Regions from separate parts of the Zea mays genome. Here region 1 is linked to region 2. The links are chromatin contacts, called in public Hi-C maps. All regions are on one chromosome and are shown on one strand. Each heading gives the region's core, a stretch centred on a gene start, on an enhancer-like site or on the middle of the called end of the contact. The rest is flanking DNA. Distances are from core to core; before and after follow the strand shown.

Region 1 (3,003 bases), core at 440-2,939, 140 kb before region 2:
CTCCATGAAACCCATTCTTGCCTTGGGAACCACTGCGATCATGGTACTGGGGAACAGCCCCATGATTCTGCTGATCAAAGGCATCCAACTCCTTAGCCTTCTGCAGAATTAGCTTTTCCTCCTCCTCTTCCTTCTCTTGCTTCTTCTGGGCCTCGTGAGCTGCTAGCTTACTGGAAGAATAAGAGTAAACCCTCAGTACTCTGTTCAGTAGACTGAATTACAAAGCAGATAGTTCAAGGCCAACTACAAAAATTTTGAGGCTCATCATGAACAACAGGAATTCTAGGTAAGGAAACTACAAGAGGGGAATTAGGGGGTGTTTGGTTCCCACCTCCTAAACTTTAGGTCCTAAACTGCCAAACAATATGACTAAATAAGACCTCCCAAATAGAAATTTTAGGAACTGAAGTTTAGTATGGTGACTAAAGAAACCTAACACCTCCTTAGTCTAATGACCAGTGACTGATGAACATGAATGCTCGCAAAATGAACTTTAGCAAAAAAAACATATACTTGTAGCTAGACATGTTCAAACATCAGGTCGGATCAGGTCGTGGGTTGTTTGGCACGCCCCATACCCGGCTCATGGATTATTACGAGTCAAAAACTATGGCTCGTACCCATCCATTGCATTGCTAGGGTCGGATCGGGTGGCCCATGCTCAGTTCTACTTGCAAGTACAATGAGAAATGGCTAGGGTCAAATGTTGGATGCCGAAACTATACTACATACAAGAGTTCGAATCAAAGACACGGTAGGGGTAGGGCTAGTTTGGAAACTCAAATCTCCTCCAAGGTTAGAGGGGATTGAGTGAAAAATTAGTTCATTTCACCTGAGGCCCCGTTCGGTTCCTCCGGAACCAGTGCCCGGAATGGATCAGGATTGGAATGGTTAACAAATTTGTATTACCTTGATAGCTAGAATGGTTCCTGTCTACAATCCAAACTAACCGAACAAACCCTAAATCCTCTTTGATCCTCGATTTGAGTTTCCAAACTAGCCCTAAAAGATAATTTTATCCCAAGTACAAGTGCGACCTTGCAAAAACTAAATCTAACTCCAGGTGAGATAATGTTGGCCTAAAATTCATGGTCGTGCTTAGCTTAATATCCACACGAAAATCATCAGCCACCTAAGTATAGCACTAATATTAGCCTGACAATTCTTCCAGCAGATATTATGAAACCCTATAGCACCCCTACCACCGCGCACCCTCCTACCCCAATGGCCCAACCAACTACCACTTAAATCAATATAAAAATACTAATAAGCAATCAATAATTTAGATTAGTAGACCGTGCAGTGTTGCTACCTACCGCTTGATGTCCTTCTTCTGGGCGAGGAGGCACTCAAGGATGCACTCCTTGCAGAAGGTATGGCCCTTGGGGCAGCAGAGCGGGTCGATGAGCGGCTTGAGGCAGAGGCAGCAGGCGTCGAAGGGCTTGATGGAGTCCTTCCCCAGGCGCTCCCGCTGCGTGCCGTACCCGAGCTTCCGCTTCTCCTCGTACGTGAAGAAGGCGAGGTCGTTGTTGTTCTTTGAGTGCCGCTGCGGCATCTTCGCAGGTGCCTCCAATCGGCGGAGAGGATGTTGGTAGATCGGCTGGCGGAGGAAGGCTTTCGCTCGCTTGGAAGCCTAGATTTGTTTGACGCGGCACGCGGGGAAGGGGAATAGGCGAGGGAGGAAGATATGATGCTGGTGAGGAGAGGAACCCGTCTGGGTCGGGCTCGGGGTGATTCTGGCCGTGCGTGCAGCGGTGGTGAGCTGGGCCGAGCGGGATCGACAATGGGCCGAACATGTTTTAGGAGTATTAGACAAATACTCGTATTACTGCTTTGTAAAATGCTGGTTATTTACAGTTTTAGACACAGTAAATCTTTAGAGTTTCTAAAAAAAATAAACCTCTATTTTTTGAAGCATTGATTTTATTAAAAAAATGGGTTATATATATAAAGCTTCAACACCATAGTTTTTTTAAACAACTTTAATTTAAAGATTGTTTTAATATTTTTCAAAACTATTTATAAAAATAACGTTATTACTTTTTTTTTAAAAAAAAACTCATCTGCTCAGCCCTGTCGTGGTTTCGAAAACTAGGGGACAATAAGATTTGTATTCAGCAGGGGTGCTAGTATGGACTCACTCCGAATGATGAGACACAAGGGGCTCGAATATGGATCTGAGCCAGGGGTTATACTGGTTCAGGCTAGAGCCTTAGTCTGGTGTAGTGTTGATCATAGTATTGCTTGGAGCGTGTTACAGTTTAGTGCTTGTGTGTAGTTGTCTTCTGAAGATGGGGGTTGTCTTGCCATTTTATAGCTCAAAGTTAGACTTTACAATGAGAACTTGTATTCTGCTCGGGTGGAGTTCGGGCTCGTGCTTCCAGGCTGCGTAGCCTCTACGATGTCGTCTGCTAGGTCATGCGTCGCCGTACCCCTTGTATGGTGTTGCGTCTTGTTCGTTCATCATACGAGTTCCTGTAGCTATTTTTATGTGGTGTCTAGTGGGTCCCGCTGAGTCGGTTCTTGGTGAAGTTTAGGGACATCTTCAGTACAGGTTCATCTTCTGTCATCCCATCTGTGTCACCTTCCATCATGCGTAGGCATACACCTAGAACGGTGTATTGCCATGTCCCTTCTAGCGTATATATGGGTCACTGTAGAGACCCCAATGTTGAGATATTCGTGGCTGGGGTTGACTGGTACCACCGATCAGCGAGGGTGATACTCTCCATAATGTATTCGGCGTCATGTTTGACAGAGGCACTTCGGTACTGCTCCCATGGTTTGGACATGGCTTGGTCACATCGTCGTGGGCCTCATTCTCCCTAATAATACATGATGCTGGTCACACCACAAACACTGTTGGTATGATCTCACAAGACTACAAACCCCTCTTAGTACAATGATGGTGCACACAAGCACTGAGTAGTAAGAGGCATACAAAACTCACTAAACACTAAACCTAAATCTAGATCAAGCGCATAAGTGGTGGTCCAACTAGTC
Region 2 (3,135 bases), core at 146-2,645:
GGGGTACATGTTCTATATATAGAAACGTGATTGCCCTCGGGGGCATACTCGGTATTTGCTCACATAACCCTTCATTAGGGTTTCTCAACATAGAAAACCATATAGCTTGGCTTAGATGGTGGGTGAGGTACTGGTGTTGTTAGTTTCGGACTGTAGGTTCTTTTGCTTCAAAGAAAATGGGCCATTGACTACTTCATGCTTACCAAAAGTCTAAAGCATCTCAAACCCAACCCATGAAAGATGCCCATGTTCAAACATTCCAAAGAAAAAACAAATATTTAAAACTACCAAAGAATATAATTGTACAATAGCTAGGTTAATAGGTTCATGATCTCCCTCAAACCTAACCAACAACAATCTAGCTCTTGTGTTCAAGAGATCTAGACAACCTAAATTATAAAATCCAAACTATTATTTATAGATCTATATTCTCGTTCACCATTTAGGGCTAGTTTGGGAACCCTAATTTCCCAAGGGATTTCTATTTTCCCAAGGGAAATTAGTTCATTTTCCCATAAGAAAATAGAAATCTCATGGGAAATTGAGGTTACCAAACTAGCCCTTAGATTGCAATATTTTCATGTGACTGAATAAGCTCTAAGTCCAGAGGTACAAGTGTTGTTAGTTCTGGGCTTCGGTTTCTCTTGCTTTGAAAAAAAATAGGCCACTAAGAGCAACTCCAATAGTTCTCTAAAAAATAGCTTGCTAAAATCATGTTTAGCAAGGTGCTAAATAGCTATTGGAAGTAAAAAATAACTTAGTCTCCAATAGTTGATCATATTTAGGAAGTAGTTCGATTTTGAATCTAGCTTTAGCCGCACTGCCCCTATATATGAGATCTGCCTGACAATAAGGTTGAGACCAGAGGATGTGATGGCAGAAGAGAAAAGGCCGGTCGATATGAACTATGGAGGAGTGGTGGTCCGGTGGCGCAACCTATGAGAAAGTTGGGTTCGACGGTGAAGGAAAAACTTGTGTGCATACATGTTTGACCTAGCTACATCATTATGCTAGAAAGTGAAAAAAGAGCGTGATATACCTGGCTACCTCACTGTGTGGAAAATAGAAAAATAATATGTCAACTGCATTTAGGGAGTTTCTACCAAGTTGCTAAATGTGGAGAGTAAATAGAGTTGAATAGCAACTAAGTAAATTTAGCAAGTCTATTTAGATAACCATTGTAGAAACATTTTTCTGTTCACTTCTTAGATTTAAGATTTAGAGAGTTGTTTAGATAACTATTGGAGTTGCTCTAACTACTACATGCTTACCAAAAGTTCAAAGCATCTAAAGCCTAGCCCACAAAAGAGGCCCATGTTCAAACATTCCAAAGATAAAAATATCTCATCGCCGTCCACCCCCGAGTTGGCGTGGTCATTCCCCAATCCCCAAGTCCCCAACCTGCAGCCCTGCTTCCACACGACCACAACCACAGGCAACGCAACCCCCAAACCCAAAACCCTACCACGGCGCCCATGGCTTCGCCGCCGCCTCCTCCTGCCCGGCACCCCACCTCCGCAGCAACCGCCGCTGCGGCGGGCAATGGCCACGACACCTCCGCAGCAACCGCCGCTGCGGCGGGAAATAGCCACGCCACCTCCGCTTCGCCGGTGGACGCCCTCTTCCTCCAGAACCTCATGACCCGCGTCCAGCTCCGCCCGCCCTTCCTCGACACCAACTCATTCCTCACCCAGGACCTTGACGACTTCCTCCTCAACGAGTTCGCCGCGCTATCCGCCGCTGCAGGGGCGTCGGATGATGACGAAGACGTGGAGGATGAGGATGGTGGGCTCGCTGGCGGGGAGGGCTCCGGGGAGGCGAGGCGGCGGCGGATGCTGGCGAGGGAGGAGGCGAAGCTGGAGAAGGAGATTGTGCGGATGGTGCTGGCCGGGGAGGCCGAGGACAAGCTCAAGCCCAATTCGGGCCAGTCCGTGGCTGTCGGCGACCACCACCTCTGCGTCGGTTTCCACGACGATGCCAGCGGGGAGTATCGCATCTGGGAATGGCATGGCCACGTCATGCTGTTCGACGACGAGGAAGGATACTCCGCAGAGTACATTTATGGCAACCACTTCGAGCCGCTCGCTGCTGCCACAGCCAGGGCCAAGAAGAAGGAGAAGGAGATGAGAGAGAAGGAATTGAGCATGGGTCTTCGGGATTTGGTCGTGGACACTGACGACGGTGGCAATGCCAATCGCTCCAAGGAGAACGGTAGCAGCGGAGGGCCCAGGGTAGTGCGCAGGAATGTCGTCAATGGCCCAACCACGCCTGCTAGGTAATGGCTTTCTAGAGCTTGCAGTGTGCTTGGTGGAAGAAGCAGTGCCGCAGTGCATCAATCTGTGTGACAAAAACAAATAAAGATCTGTTGTCCTTTTCTCGCTTATAGCTGTTTAAGCTGTCTATTGTATTCTGTTGAGAAATCAATCACATCTATACTTTGCTTCTGTTACCACAGGTACACGTTACCTCTTGGGGTTTTAAATATATTCTTTATTCAATACTTACTCTACATATATGTTGTCTGTTGTGTTAAATGGGTCTTCTTTCTCTTGCTGATCATACGATCATATACAAAGCTGAGAGATCAGGAATCGGTATGGTAGTATAGTAGGTACTTTCTGCCTTTCTCTTCAGTACTCTGCACCCTCTTATTTACACATTGCAACATGCTGTCATGCAGTCGTGGGTCCAGGATTTAGTCAAGCCCGGGTCAACTTACACTATTGTTGCTATAGATAGTGATGTTAATAAATGGTTTTAGAAACATTGTTAAGTAAGTTTTTATTTAGTACACAATTTGATAACACATCTATAAAATTATCTAGGTGATTCCGTATATGTGTACAAAACGAACAAAAGCATGCTTATATATTTAAAAGGTCTCATAATACCTTGAATTTAACATATGACTTTGAATCTTGCATAAATGATCAGGCTAAGCTAACACAGTTACTAAATCACATACACAATTCAACATATACCCTAGAGTAGTTTTAGGCTAAACTAAGCAAATAATTAATTGAAATTTAGAAATTGGAGGGCACCACTCACCTGAAATGCAAAGCAGTAAAACAGTGCCGCAGAGGAACAGTGATGTTGCCGTAGAGTGCTGCTTGCCTGCCTGGTGCCCTGTCG

Evidence for each region. Hi-C and Micro-C count contacts between places; a contact is called where the count stands out from the background.
Region 1: a Hi-C map of leaf shows a contact between it and region 2, with 7 times the contacts expected there. The contact joins the promoter of LOC100282877 here to the promoter of LOC100278585 in region 2. A contact is called at or near these places in 11 of 25 Hi-C or Micro-C datasets (ear, endosperm, leaf and 2 more) and 1 of 3 datasets of contacts at active chromatin or transcription factors (seedling).

What each region holds. Positions count from the first base shown.
Region 1 is chr1:42,010,031-42,013,033 of Zm-B73-REFERENCE-NAM-5.0, reverse strand. It overlaps LOC100282877, which reads right to left and starts at 1,689. Exons shown (of 2, transcript NM_001155783.1): 1 at 1,317-1,689; 2 at 1-170. The coding sequence starts at 1,555.
Region 2 is chr1:41,865,973-41,869,107 of Zm-B73-REFERENCE-NAM-5.0, reverse strand. LOC100278585 reads left to right here and starts at 1,395. Exons shown (of 1, transcript NM_001151816.1): 1 at 1,395-2,448. The coding sequence starts at 1,476. The coding sequence ends at 2,279.